4 separate regions of the Mus musculus genome follow, and all the other regions are linked to region 3. The links are chromatin contacts, called in public promoter capture Hi-C maps. All regions are on one chromosome and are shown on one strand. Each heading gives the region's core, a stretch centred on a gene start, on an enhancer-like site or on the middle of the called end of the contact. The rest is flanking DNA. Distances are from core to core; before and after follow the strand shown.

Region 1 (3,196 bases), core at 558-3,057, 370 kb before region 3:
TCAGTTGCAGCTGGTAATTTCTTTCTCCCACTGAAAGCTTCGAAAGAAGAGTGTTGGCTTCTGTTTTTCTTCAGTTATACTCTGCTACTTTGTTAGGTTTCTTATAGATAACTTCAGCTCTTAGTATCGCTTTCCCCAAACCAAAATATTCCTGAGTATACAGTTTCTCAGCCCCCAAAAGTATCTAACAAATGTAACACCAAATACCCTTCAACAACCATTGTAATCACTTTGTGTCTCCTATGGATTTACTACCTGTTGGAGTGCACATGAGTTTATTGCCCATGCTCTTTCCCCTAAGACAGGATCTCAGGGTACCCAAGCTAACATCAAACTCTCCCGATAGCTGAGCATGTCTTTGAGCTCCTGATCTTCCTGCCTACATCTCCTCAGAGCTGGATTACAGGCATTCTCCAGTGCAGCTCCTTGGACCAGTGGCATTAAAATACTACAAACCAAACTGAGCAACACACTGAATTTTTCTGTGCCCAGGGGGTCTTCCTTTTTTTTTTTTTTGAAAACATTTGTGCCTAAAACATGAAATTCTTTGAAAATTTCTAGGACTGGTCCCATTATTACTCATACATTTGATTAGATTAATAGAATGCCACTTTAGAAATTGTCATCCTGTATATATTCTGCAGGCAAAAGCAATTTCTAATGCTCACTAATGAAAGACCCCAACGAAACAGTGACAAAACCAGAGGAGGAAGGAAAATGTTTTAAGTTTAAAGTCAAAGACTGTAGAGGAAGCAGAAAACCTGGCCACACACCGTTGCTTTATTCAAGTGACTGCTTTTTTTCCTTCCGTGAATGAGTGTGTGTGTGTGTATTCACAATATGCACCTGAAGGAGACGGTTACTTTAAAATCTTTTACACATTTGAAGTGTAGGTGATTCCAAAATTAAACTATACATTAAAAAAAAAACCCAAATACTTCGCTTTCCAAAGATAACTTAGGATATTTAAAAATAAAAGCTAATTTTATCTCGGAATGTGTGTGCTATATGTCAGCTAATTAAATAAACACAAACTGAGTCATGATAGAAAGGGGAGCAGACTTTCTGGAATCAAACATTTTGTCAAATGAAAATGAACTTGAGTTACAAACACCCCTTTACCATTCTGGATACAGGGAGCATAGCCTAAAAATTATCTGAAATAGAACAAAGAGCAGATTTTTATTTTTAAAAGGAGCTCAATAAAGTCTGGAAGCTTTTGTTTTAAGAGGAGCATACTGCTCTTGGTCAGTGAATTTTCTTTGTTTCAAAATGTCTATTTTAAAAGGAGTCAGACAAATGTTTTTTTCTACTAAACGGGCTTTATCTCAAGACAATTACTAATTCAAAGGTCTTCAGATTTTTCTATTTGTATGTGAAGAAAAGAAAAAAGGACTGGACAGGACGCTCTATGAGAGGAAAGACAGTACTGTACAGTCTTAAAACGGTTCCTCCAGCTTTGCGACTAGACCGTCACAGCCTTCGCTCCGACAGCAGCTCGAGCCCAGCAAGCCTAGCAGGGACTCGCGGGCGCTCGAGGCCCCGCGGCAGGTGCGGTGGCGCCTGCACCCGAGCGCGCTCCCCGCGGGTCCCCAGGACGCTCGCGCCCCGCAACCGCCGCCCCTGCGCCCGGCCCCACCTGCCCACCCCGCCGACCATGGCTGCCCACTCCGCCCGCCCCGCCGACCCACCTGCCTGCCCCGCCGGGCCCCGCGCCCGCCCCCGCCGCGCCGCTGGCTCCGGCTCCCGGCCGCAGCGCCATCTTGCTCGGGGCCGCCGCCGCGCCAGCAGCTGTCAGCCGAAGACAGGCACTTCCGGGGCAGACACCGCCCCACCAAGTCGGGGCCGACGACGGGGCGGGGCTGCGCGCCCACGTGACTTCATGGCCCCCGGGCACGAGCGGCGCGCCCCGGTGGCATTCTGCAGGAGACACAGCACTGCGGCTGGTGTAGTTAGTTTGCAAACCCGGATCTGCACTAATGCACACAGTAGGTCCTGATATAACCAGATGATGGAACACAGGTGCTTTTCTGCTGTTCCTTTACACAGCAGTCGGATCCTAGAGGGCCTTTACAGCTGTTTCCCTTGGCACTCTCTCTTCAGCATCTATTACAGACACTGACAGTACCTTTTACTTAAGTCAATCTAGAGCATACATGGACCCAATACACACGAAGAGGATATCCTCCAAGGTGCCCTACTCATGTGGTCGGTTTTGCCATAGTGAGGCACCGTGAGCACATGCTGAACCTACACAGGGTATTTTTACTTTGACACCTCCAACCCTAACCAAGCTACCTGGAAGTAAAATGTGTTGAAAGTAAGTTTGTTAAGCTCTTAGATAATGGATCAATCACAACCAGTCCCTGCCACTTCTTGCCTTACAGCTTTCGCTGAGACAATTATAATAGGTTATTAGTTTACTAGACCAGTTTTATGTGCATTTAATAGTCTGATGTCCCTGAGTTATTACTGCTATTTTAGAAATGAGAAAAAAAAATCTTGAAAGAAGTTCTTGTAATATGCTCAGATCTTGGAGCTGCAGTGTGTCCACACCAATATGTCCTCAAAGTCCTTGGTCCTTTAACTAGGACCACGCCCACTATTTGTGAGATCTGTTTTCCTTGTTTGGTCTTGTTTACTATTTCACTTTTCCTCTTCCCTGGTCAAAGCTAGCATTTATATAGGAGAGTCCTTACTGATATGTATAGGAGTTTAAATCCATTCCTGACCCTTTTTTTAAAAAAAAAGCTGATACAAGTTTTGTAGCTACTTCATGGACTGGGTGGTTGCTCAGAAAAAATAAAGAGAAAATAACTGAATGGGGATTATCAACACGATCTGTTACCATCTCTATCTGCATCCGTCCAAGGACACTCCCCACCTGTGTTAAGAGTCTTGTTAGGATGCTTTGAGATCACAGCCCCATACCACATAATCGTTTCTATACTTCATCACTGCCGTTAGTTGCTAAAGAGTGGTGCTGTTAGCATACAAAGCTTCAGACACAGAGATAGGCACTTTTACTCTTAAAACACAGGAAAAGCTGAAGGTCTAAAATGAAAATGCAGCCGCAATGGTTTCAAGTGTATACCCACTTCAGGATATACACTGACTCAACTCTCTGCAAGAACAAAACAATTACAAACTTTTAGTTTTTATTCTCTAGAGCAGTTTATTTAAATGAAGCCTGATT
Region 2 (3,154 bases), core at 416-2,915, 260 kb before region 3:
GTACCCTCTACCCCTGACACCATCCAGGCCGCTAAACTCAGCCAGAGGGGGAAAAAAAAAATCATTGCTACGTGGAGAAACAGCAACGAAAGAAACCCAAGCTTTTAAATTAGAGCAAAATCATTTTAGGGGTTAAAAAAACAAAAAAAACAAAAAACTTTTAGAAGTCCTCCAGATTGCCTTGGCTAGAGGGCGAGCGGCCGGGTCCCCAAAGCGCAAATTCAAATGCAAGGTCATATCCCACCCCAAGCGCGCGCTGCAGGAGAGGAAGCCGAGCCAGGGAGGCCGCCACAGTCACTCCGGAACTCTGAAACTTTGAAGCCGCAGGGCTTAAGAGTCAGAGGCCACGCGAGGGGCTCCTTTCTGAAGCCAAGTGGCCCCGGAGCGACGCGCAGTCTAAGGGAGCCGCTTGGCTCCTTGGATAATTAGTAACTAGCTGTCAAAGCGTAGGCCCGGGCGAGAGGACCGGCAAGTGATCCCAGCCACCGGAGGGACCGCCAGCCAGCCTGGGCTCCCCTAAGCCTGCTGGGGTGTCGTTAGTGAGATGCGTACACGCCCACCTCTGCAAAAGGGCATGGTGGTCTTAGGAGCACCTATTCTCTCTCCCTTTGTTCATGGTTTCTTTTGCCCGGCACTGGTGACCCTACAACAAACTTTCCACTTTATAATTCTAAACTTGGCTCTGTAAGGACACAATCAGAGAACTTGCTTCCCAGGCCTCGGCCACTGATGCTGCCAGGTCTTTTGCAGAGAACTGCAGATCGCAGGGATTAATACGTGGCTTGGGGTTTGGGAAGTTTGGTGGGTCCGGGGGCAATTGCAGCCTTTTCGCTGCACCCACCAGCCCCTCTGGTCATGTGACCTAAGGCTCCGCACCTTCGGTTCTCGTGACTGGGTACCACCAACAAAGTGCCTGGGTCCAGGCTGCCCGCATAGGTGGAGGCAGACGAAGCCTGGGGGTTCCAGGTCGCCCGGTGGAGGGCCAGGTTCAATAGTTAGCAGAGAAGCGGAGTGCCCCCGGGCTATTTTTCCCGTGGGGAAGGGGCTTGGGGAGAGCAGTGTACACCTCATGCCTCCGGTGAGGGGCCGGGGACTCCAGAGACTGCTCGGGCTCCAGGGCGTACCTCGCTCGCTTGCCTACCTGAGCATCCGGTCCACCTCGGCCCGCTGCTCCGCGGCCTCCTCGGTGTTGAGCGCCTGGAGCTCTTTGAGGATGGGAGGAGTGTCATAGTCGTCGCCGTCCTCTGAGCCCTCGTCCCCAGACAAGCGGCCCTTGGCGTGGCCATTGGTGAGAGTATGGAAAACCGGCTTGGTGTCGAGATCCGCCCCGCTCCCGGGGGACAGGGGCAGTGTCTCCAGCTTCACCCCGAAATTCGGGGACGGCAGTAACTCCTCCAAGGCCTGGATCAGCACTTCCTTGGTGACTCCGGAGCTCAGCAGGGCACTCAGGAGTTCTTGCTGGAGCGACGTGAGCTTGGACACCATTTTCCAAGGACGGAAAAAGAAGGGGTTGAGGGGATGGGTGGGTGTGAGAGAGGAGGGTGGAGGGGAGTTTTACAAGAGAACTCCAAGTCCTGGAACCCCTCCACCCTTTAGCTTTCAGACACCTGTTACTCTCTGGGGTCCCGGAGACTCCTCCGAGAGGAGTCAGAAAACTTCTAACTTGCCATGATCTCCACCATTAGGCCATATAAGATATGCAAATGAGTGGGAAGGGCTCAGCTTTCGGCAAGATGCAAATGGTGGTGGGGAGGGGGGAAAAACCGAGAAAGTGGGAGAACCTAAGGGACAGTCCAACGGAGCGAGAGACTTGGGCCGGGATTGGGACTTGCCAGAGCCCATTCTACTCACGCTGGGGGGCTCCAAATCTTCTCTACCGATTCTGTTTATCAGCCAAACTTTAGGTGACCTTTGGACTGGTAAAGCAAGCGGCTTGCAGCCTGGGCTGGGTGGGGGTGGGGGACCTTTCCACTAGCGACAGGTTCGGCTTTAGTCCAGAAAGAAGAAACTGCGCTTCGGGGGTTCAGGTGAGAGAGCTGGACAAAGTTGGGGTGCCTTGGCAAGGGGGAGGGGGGGAGGGTGAGGAGAGCAGAAAGCCTCCAGGTTGTCTGCAGGTAGCAAGCCTGGAGATGTAGTCAGATGGTGGCGAATCAGATTCTTTGGGAATGGGCGCCAGGAATAAGAGTGGCTTTAGGCGCGGTTACAACGAATTGGAGGGACCCCATTTCTTTTTACCTCGGTTACTGCTCTCCAGGTCCTCCTCAGCTCCGCCTGGTAGTTTGGATTTGCCGGATTCCTGACCAGGACCGCGCGTTGTTAACGTGCTAGAGGCCTGCGGGACCCTTGAAAGGAGACGCCGATTCGTTTATGGCCAGAGGGAGTAGCGAAAGTGGAGCTCTGCCGCTGCAGGGCTCACCAGCTACCTGCCCCGCCAAGCCAAGGGGGAGCAGGACACCTGGAGCTCGCCTTCTGCCTAAACCCGGAACCCAACAGCGCCTGAGCTCTGCACCCAAAACTAGGGCTACGGAGTCTCCTTTCTAGTAGTGAATGTGTAGATTGACCTGTGGCTGGACCGACTGTTGCAGCTCTGGATTACCCAGGACCACTGTTTTGGTTCTTAATTCTAGGAAGTCCGTTGTACCGGGAGTTAAGAATCGCGCTCTATAAACACAAGTTCACTGTGGTGGTGGCAGGAGTCTTGTATGCCACCTAGAGCAGGCACCCCTAAAGCCACTGAAGAAAAAAAAATGTTTTTTCCCCCACCCAGGTCTGGTCCGGAAGGAAGCTCTGAGCCTTTCGGCACAGCACGGCAGGAGTTTCTGCCACATCTCCCCTGGGACCCGGAGAGGAAGCAAGGAGGCACAAGCCGCACCCAGACCTCCAGGCAGGGACCTGAGCTGCAGGGAAGGAAACTGCTTACACACACACACATACACACACACACACACACACACACACACACACACGCACACGCACACGCACACGCACACGCACACGCACACGCACACGCACACGCACACGCACACGCACACGCACACGCACAGGCACACACATTTCCCCAGGGTAGAGGCGGTTTTGAACCTCGGTTCTCTCATTTGTGAAATATATTCCTAATATCCAGGATACAGAAAAGCTGTAGACACGGAAGAAGACC
Region 3 (3,502 bases), core at 630-3,129:
AAATGCAGGACTGGTAGAGAGAGCACAGAGTTCCCTGTGCCTGAGGGGACGAGTCTCAAAGCAAGCAGACAAAAAAGCAAGAGTTGGTAGGAGCAATAGGAAGATTTTAGACTCAAGAGAGGGACTGGAGCCTGTCACACACAGAAACAGCCTTCCCTAGTGCGTTTCAAATCCAGAACACACTGGATCTAAAACGGGTTAGAGACTCTGGGCATCACACCAGAGTCAGTTCACACCAACAGGGTCTCAGAAAGCCCTCCCACAGGTGAAGACATTGTAAGACCATGGTGGAACACCTTTTGGTGGCAACCTTTTGGACTACCATGTTTGTTCCATCTGACCCAGGAGAGGGGTATAAACGGCTCTAAGGAGACTCCTCTATTCAAAGGCAGTGTCACTCATCAAACACTGTGTGAGTCTCTGCTTAGAAACAGAGAGAAATGAGAGCAAGCCAAAGGATAGAGGAGAGCAGCTAAGAGGCCGTCAAGGGAATTCACCAACACTGCTTCGGAGCCGGACCATTTGCAGTCACCAGAAAAGACGTCAATAGCAGTAGTAAGTTGGGCATGAACTGGGCACTGCTCCATGCTGCTACATGTGCCAGTCTGGGAAGTTCTTTCCAGAGCCCTAAGTACAGATGAAGCAGGGTGCTTGACTGTATAAAAAAAATTTCAGGACAGACAATATGAAGCAGCATGGGAGGGTTTAAAAATATTTATTTGCTATCATTAATTATGTATATGTGTGTGTGCATGTGTGTGGTGTGTGTGTGCATGTGTGGTGTGCATGTGTGGTGTGTGTGTGTGTGTGTGTGGTGGTGGTGGTTGTGCACCAGCACACATGTGCATGTGCAAGTGCCCACAGGGGCCAGAAACATCAGTCAGATCCTTCTGCAGCTGGAGTTCCTGGCAGTTGCAAGCTGCCCACTGTGGTTGCTGAAAATCAAACTGGGGTCCTCTGTAGCAGCAGATTGTGCTCTGAACAATTAAGCTGCCTCTCCAACCCTAGTGATGGAGTTTACTAGAAAGAGATTTTAAAAAACAAAACAAAACATAAACTTATATATGAGTGTGAATAGAGACACTTGGGAAATGGACATTACACACTCAGGTGTGGGCATGGACTTCCCAAGAGAGTCACAGCTAAGTTACAATTGAGGTACAACAGCCAACAGGTATAACTTTGGTAGCCTCTGAAGTTATAGCCCAAAGGGCTGCTAAGAACTTTCTCTTTTTTTGGTAGATGAGATCAGAGAGTGGTTCTTGAGGTTCGTTAAGGATGATTGCAGCTCATATGCTATCGCCCTTGGTCATGAGGATCCCACAAGGAAGTTGAGGTAGCTTTCACTATAACGAAATGTTTAGTCTTATTTGTAAGATTCTCAGAAAATTGCATGTTCACATCTGTGAAAGGAATTACGCCATACCTAAATATCAAATATTATTGAACATAGTCCATTGCTTTTTAATAAGTATATAAGCGGCATAATCCATTGTTATATTAATATTCTTTTTAAGATATCTCTGTACATAAGGAATGTTTTCTCTATAGGCAACTTTTCTTTGTTAATTATGCTGAAATTCTTGACTCTCAGCTTATAACATGTTCTGGATGGAGTTTGCAAAAACAGAAAATATTGCAAATGACCATGTCTTTTCATACCCTCTTTCAGGATAGCTCCTATCCTAATTCCACCACTTACTAGCTATGTAGTCCAACACACCAAGAAGACCTCTAAGGCTCCTTTCTCTCTAACATCCCCTCGTTGCCCCTGTTTTTCTAGCCCACCATGACCTTTGCCCTCGCTTCCTGTTGCATTCTTGGCCCTCCACTTCCTGTTGCATTTTCAATCTTGTTCCCTCTTTTAGAACTAGCCTGTTGTGTATTATGTAGCCAGGGACAGCATTCTGAACTCTACCCTGGCACTTCCTGAACCTCCTAGCTTATAAATACCAGGGCAGGCCAGAGAATCAGGGAGGAGTGAGCAAAAATTCTCAGACCAGCTGGGCCTGTCCTCCAGGAGGATGAGAAACTCCAAGACTGCCATTTCATTCTTTATCCTTGTGGCTGTCCTTGGGTCCCAGGCTGGCCTCATACAAGGTGAGTTCACTTGAGCCCTCTCAACCCAGGGGGCAAGTCTGTGAGACCTGCAGAACTGGAGGGGAGCTAGAGAAGGAGAGCACTGCCCTCCTGGAAATATTCCATCCTTGACATGGTGATGGAATTCCCTAAGAAGCAGCATCAAGTTATAGATCTGCCTCTGTAGCCTTTAGGCTCTGAAAGAAATGCAACACAGAGGCTGGCTCCCACTTGGGGAAATAATTATGCTTGACGAGTTTATTTAGCTGACACAGGACCAAGCATTAACTCATAAGAATAGGAGTAAAATTATAAGTGGGAGGGTAGCAGTCTTGCAGGAGGCATGATGGTTGAAGTGTCTGACACCACCTCTACAAAGCCATCATTTTGAAGAAGTGGGACAGGCAGGTAATCAATTCAACCCAAGACCATTTAACCACGCTGTTCTTTTATTTGACAAGTGCATTAGCTAGTGCTTCTTATGTGCTGGACAGACAGCTACTGTAGGGTAGATGTCATACTAAACAATGGGAAGTTGCATATTTTTTTTTGTACTGGAAAACAGTAAGCCATCAATGATTTTGTATATTTTCCCTCACTATCATGGTTGCTGTCATTTTATAAATAAGAAAACTATATCAGAAGTTTAAGATTAAGGCTAGTGAGTGGTGGGATTAGGGTAGGGACCAGCCTGGGATGGAGTATAGAAAGATATAGTCATTTGGGATCTTTTCTGGGTTTTGCAAGGTCTACCTAGACCCATGAAGTATGCTACAATGTATCTACATGCCTCCTTAGAGTACGCCATACTAATTACACCATTTCTGGGTGTCCTGGGACCCTAGACCCATGTGGATATCAAAATCCACAGATTTCATATCTATAACCCACACACATCTTCATCTGTGTGTTTAAAAAAAATCTCTAGATATTTTTAAGACTTAAAACCACTTAAATGTCAGTAAACAGTCACTATATTGTTATCCAGGGAATCATGGCAAAAAGTCTCTAGTGTTCCAGTTATATTTCAGGAAATGTTTTCTTGGTTGACTCTGTGGATGTGGAAGCTCCAAAGACGTAGACCAACTCTATAAAAGAAATCAGCTAAGAACAATGGAAGATGATTGCTGGATAAGTTGATAGCTTAATCCTTACTGCCAAAATCATTCATTTTTGCTTTGGTATAAGAAGTGAATGCCACTATTTTAGTTAGACTTATTCTGTTTTTATGCATGCACATGTCTGAGTATGTGCATGCACACCTGTGTGCAAATAGATGCCTTTGGAGGACAGAAGAAGGTGGTGGACCCCCTGGAGCTGGAGTTACAGGCAGTATAAACCACCTGACATGGATGCTGAGAAATGAACTCTGCTCCTCTGTAAAAGCAAAAGTGCTTTAATTATTGAACCATCTCTCCAGCCA
Region 4 (3,378 bases), core at 181-2,680, 350 kb before region 3:
CTAGGTATGTGTTGTCTGACTTACCAGCTTGCACCGTTTTGGAACTGGAAAAAAAATGAGCATTAAGCCAATACTAACCTGAAGTCATCTTCTTTCTCTTTTTCTTCTTGGGCTCCTTACTCCTTTCCAACAGGACCCCTTGTGTTTTCTCCTCATTTGGGGGCTCCTGGTGTATTTGCAATGCTCCACATTCATCTGAGACGGACTTCTTGTTTCCGAAGAAGTCTAGTCCCTTCAGGACCTCCAAAGACTCGGAATCGAATTTCCTTTTTCCTACCTAAAACCCCAAAAGTTTTAAATGAAATTTACTGCCAGAACTGTTTCCATCCAACCGTGACTGGCTGTACGGAGGACGCAGGTTCAGTAATTCGCCTTTTTAACCTTTTCAAACAAGATTCTGTTGAGCTAAGTAGTGTGTTTAGGCAAACAGAATCCTATCAACAACAACAATGAATATTTATATACATTTACTACACGTCAAGGATATTTATTAGATATTAAATTACTTCATCCTCACACCAACCCTACAAGGTAAATAGCAGTGAGACAGAAGAGGGGAAAAAAAAATCCAGGCACCAGCAAGTAACTTAGTGAAGATCTCAGAAGTATTCACTAGCAGGCCCTGCATTTGATCCCAGAAATCCCTGCTCCAGGGTTCAAATGTAACCACAACACTGCAGTCAGGACGAAGAAACACAGACATCACCCTCCACAAAGGCTGTATTTTACAGTAAGGCTTATGTTTAAAATGTTTCACAAGTGAGTCCCAACTGACTTCCTTTCATGCTCACTACTTCTTTAAGAAACCCCCCGCATATCAGGATCACACTTTTGGTTGGCTACTTAAAATGTGGTTGGTTAGAGTGATGAAAAAACAAAACAAAACACCCCAACTCTCCACTGCAGTACAGCTATCTGTACATTAAGTCAAACTTGGGTAGCTTACAGTGAAAGCGTGCTTTCTTAGTTTCTAAGAGGGGTCTCGGAAAGGATTCCAACTTTGTGAGTAAAGTAAGATACCTGGGAATCAAAATGTCTGTGCCAGGCTCAACTGAGTCTACCGGGGCTCAGTAAACAGTCCTTCAGAAGTCTGGGGTAAATCTTAGGTTAAGCTAAATCCCAGGAGGGAAATGCTTGGGGGTGATCGGAGCCTGGCCTCGGGGTCTCCAGCGCGCCGGCTGCCCGGTTGGCGGCGGTCTCAATCTCCGGATCCCGCCCCTTCTCGGTCACGCGGCTCCCCGCGTACAGAAAGTACCTGGAATCGAGTAGCGTCTGCTGAGAAGCGCTTCACGTCGAACTTGGCGCCGGCTCCAAGCCGGCGAAACAGGTCGTAGGAATCCATCTTTACCCAGAAGGCCCCACGGCCTCCCGGCGCCTGCGTTTACCACTTTCTATCCGCGACTGCTTCCGCACAGGCCGTAGCGGAAGTCGCTCCAGGAGGCGGAGCCTGGCTGTGATAGGCGTGGAAAACGTGTGAGCTGGGAATTCGTTCACAAAATCCAAAATCGACGCTTCTTGTGCGTGGGAGTGTGCTAGACGTTTAGTGATAGTTTGATGAGCAACACGCCAATATTCTGCATTTTCGGTTACCGTTTAGAAAGGACAGAGATACTATTAACCAGTTACTGTAACTGAGGAAAATGGAAAGCATCGTGAGGCAAATTAAAAGCTGTGATGGGTTGAGAAGGGGTAGAAGCTAGTTTAGTTAGATTGGTTAAATTCAATCAAATTTGAACTGAGAAGGGGCCACTTTCCCAAGACATGGGAACAGCATTCCAGGGAAGAGAAAACCCATCTGAAGAAGGAAACGGATCTGAAACCTTGTTAGAACAGAAGCCGATCTGAGTTGCTCTCCAGTGCCACAGAAAGAAGGAAAAGGGGGTGGGTGGGGGGAGGGATGAAGGAAGAAATGAAGAAAGGAAAGAAAATTGGAGTAGCTGGAGCTAAGCTTACAGGGGCAAACAAACCAGGTCTCAACGCTGTAACAAGGGCATGATGAAGTATTTAGGTTTTAATCTAAACATGCTGCAAAACCAAAATTCATGGAAGGAGCAACTATCTTAGTTTATCCCATTTGATTTTTAGATTCATTCTCATTGTGTTTGAACTACTCGACTTTTTAAGTTTTGTATAACCTGTCTTCTGGAATGTAAGTCCACAAACATGAAGATCTATTTTTGCTTTATGATTGTATCCCTGGTTCTGTTTGCTTTCCATAAATGTTTGATGAATGAATTCGTGAAAGGGCCATACATGATTATTTGGAGTTATTTGGAGAAGGGACATGGAACAGATAAGAGTAGAAATGGAGACTAAAGTAGCTGTTGCTTTTATCTGGGTTGATAGCTATTCAAATGTGGATGGATTTGGGCTACAGTTTGGATATAGAGTTTAATGTACCTGATGGAGTTTGTGTAGGGTGAGGAAATGGATCCAGAGGTAGCTAAATATTGTGGTTTGAGCTGGGATGATGGCATGCCATTTACTGAACTAAGAAGAAAGGAAGAGCAGCCTTTTGGTGAGAATGAGAATCATGGAATTGTTACGTTTGTAGACATGTAGATCTCTACTTGATTAAGTGAAGACATCCAATTAGGTACTTGGACCCAAGAGTCTGAAGCTCAGGACTGAAGGCTGGAGAAACAAAACTGGGAGACATCAAAATATAAATAATACAATGCATAGACTCAAACATCATATGTCCATATCATTTGTGGATAGATCTATGATATAGAGAGGAGAGGGGGAAAGTTCAGTTCTAGTGAGACTTTCATTCTCGAGGAGAGCAGATGTGGAGTGAGCATAAGATGTCATGAAAATCTCTTCCCTGACTCCTCCTTACAGCTAACAGTGGGGACATCTTACTCTTTTAAATATATTTACTCCCTCTCTATAAATAGTATTTTGAGGAGACAGGAAGATGGCTCAACAGGTAGACACCAACCCTGCAAACTTGATGATCTGACTTTGATCCTGAGAACCCATGCAGAAGAACAGATAAGGCTGTGAAGACGTTTGTAGCATTTAGCTTAGGCAGGACCAAAGTTTATCCACGTTAATACAGTGGAGGTTATGGTCTCTCCCATCCAGTTATAGCCCCATGGTATTAATGGTTCCCTAGAGAGTTAACCTCCCAGGAGCTGAGGAAAGCCCTGTAGGTGGCCTTCCTTACTAGGAAATATTTAGCATTATACCAATGGCCAGCTCACTTTCCTTCTTCCAGAGAATAGATTTGTCTTGCTCGTTGAATTTGTGCTCTATATCCTTTACTTTAAAAGGAGGGACTTGGACTTGGAGCTTGGTTTAAATCTTACAGAGATCCAACTTTGTCTGCTTCCCAAGTGCTGAGATCACAGGCGTGTACCATCACACCTGACC

The links. Promoter capture Hi-C pulls out the DNA fragments that hold promoters and counts their contacts.
Region 1: a contact with region 3 is called in a promoter capture Hi-C map of liver, with 2.2 times the contacts expected there. The contact joins the promoter of Synrg here to the promoter of Ccl6 in region 3. A contact is called at or near these places in 8 of 39 promoter capture datasets (the 3T3-L1 cell line, 3T3-L1-derived adipocytes, the C10 cell line and 5 more) and 1 of 9 other capture datasets (pancreatic islet).
Region 2: a promoter capture Hi-C map of hippocampal neurons shows a contact between it and region 3, with 1.9 times the contacts expected there. The contact joins the promoter of Hnf1b here to the promoter of Ccl6 in region 3. A contact is called at or near these places in 2 of 39 promoter capture datasets (hematopoietic stem and progenitor cells and hippocampal neurons).
Region 4: a promoter capture Hi-C map of liver shows a contact between it and region 3, with 3 times the contacts expected there. The contact joins the promoter of Ddx52 here to the promoter of Ccl6 in region 3. A contact is called at or near these places in 13 of 39 promoter capture datasets (the 3T3-L1 cell line, the C10 cell line, cranial neural crest and 8 more), 1 of 15 datasets of contacts at CTCF or cohesin (large pre-B cells) and 1 of 115 datasets of contacts at active chromatin or transcription factors (large pre-B cells).

Annotation. Positions count from the first base shown.
Region 1 is chr11:83,963,042-83,966,237 of GRCm38.p6, reverse strand. It overlaps Synrg (synergin, gamma), which reads right to left and starts at 1,807. Exons shown (of 20, transcript NM_194341.2): 1 at 1,692-1,807. The coding sequence starts at 1,762. It overlaps Ddx52 (DExD box helicase 52), which reads right to left. Exons shown (of 15, transcript NM_030096.2): 15 at 3,150-3,196.
Region 2 is chr11:83,849,380-83,852,533 of GRCm38.p6, reverse strand. Hnf1b (HNF1 homeobox B) reads right to left here and starts at 1,665. Exons shown (of 9, transcript NM_009330.3): 1 at 1,142-1,665. The coding sequence starts at 1,485. Gm12576 (a long non-coding RNA gene) reads left to right here and starts at 1,903. Exons shown (of 4, transcript XR_388929.3): 1 at 1,903-2,027; 2 at 2,255-3,154.
Region 3 is chr11:83,591,464-83,594,965 of GRCm38.p6, reverse strand. Ccl6 (chemokine (C-C motif) ligand 6) reads left to right here and starts at 1,879. Exons shown (of 4, transcript NM_009139.3): 1 at 1,879-2,100. The coding sequence starts at 2,025. The region is part of intron 1 of E230016K23Rik (RIKEN cDNA E230016K23 gene); the gene reads right to left.
Region 4 is chr11:83,940,142-83,943,519 of GRCm38.p6, reverse strand. Ddx52 (DExD box helicase 52) reads right to left here and starts at 1,430. Exons shown (of 15, transcript NM_030096.2): 1 at 1,256-1,430; 2 at 79-277. The coding sequence starts at 1,342.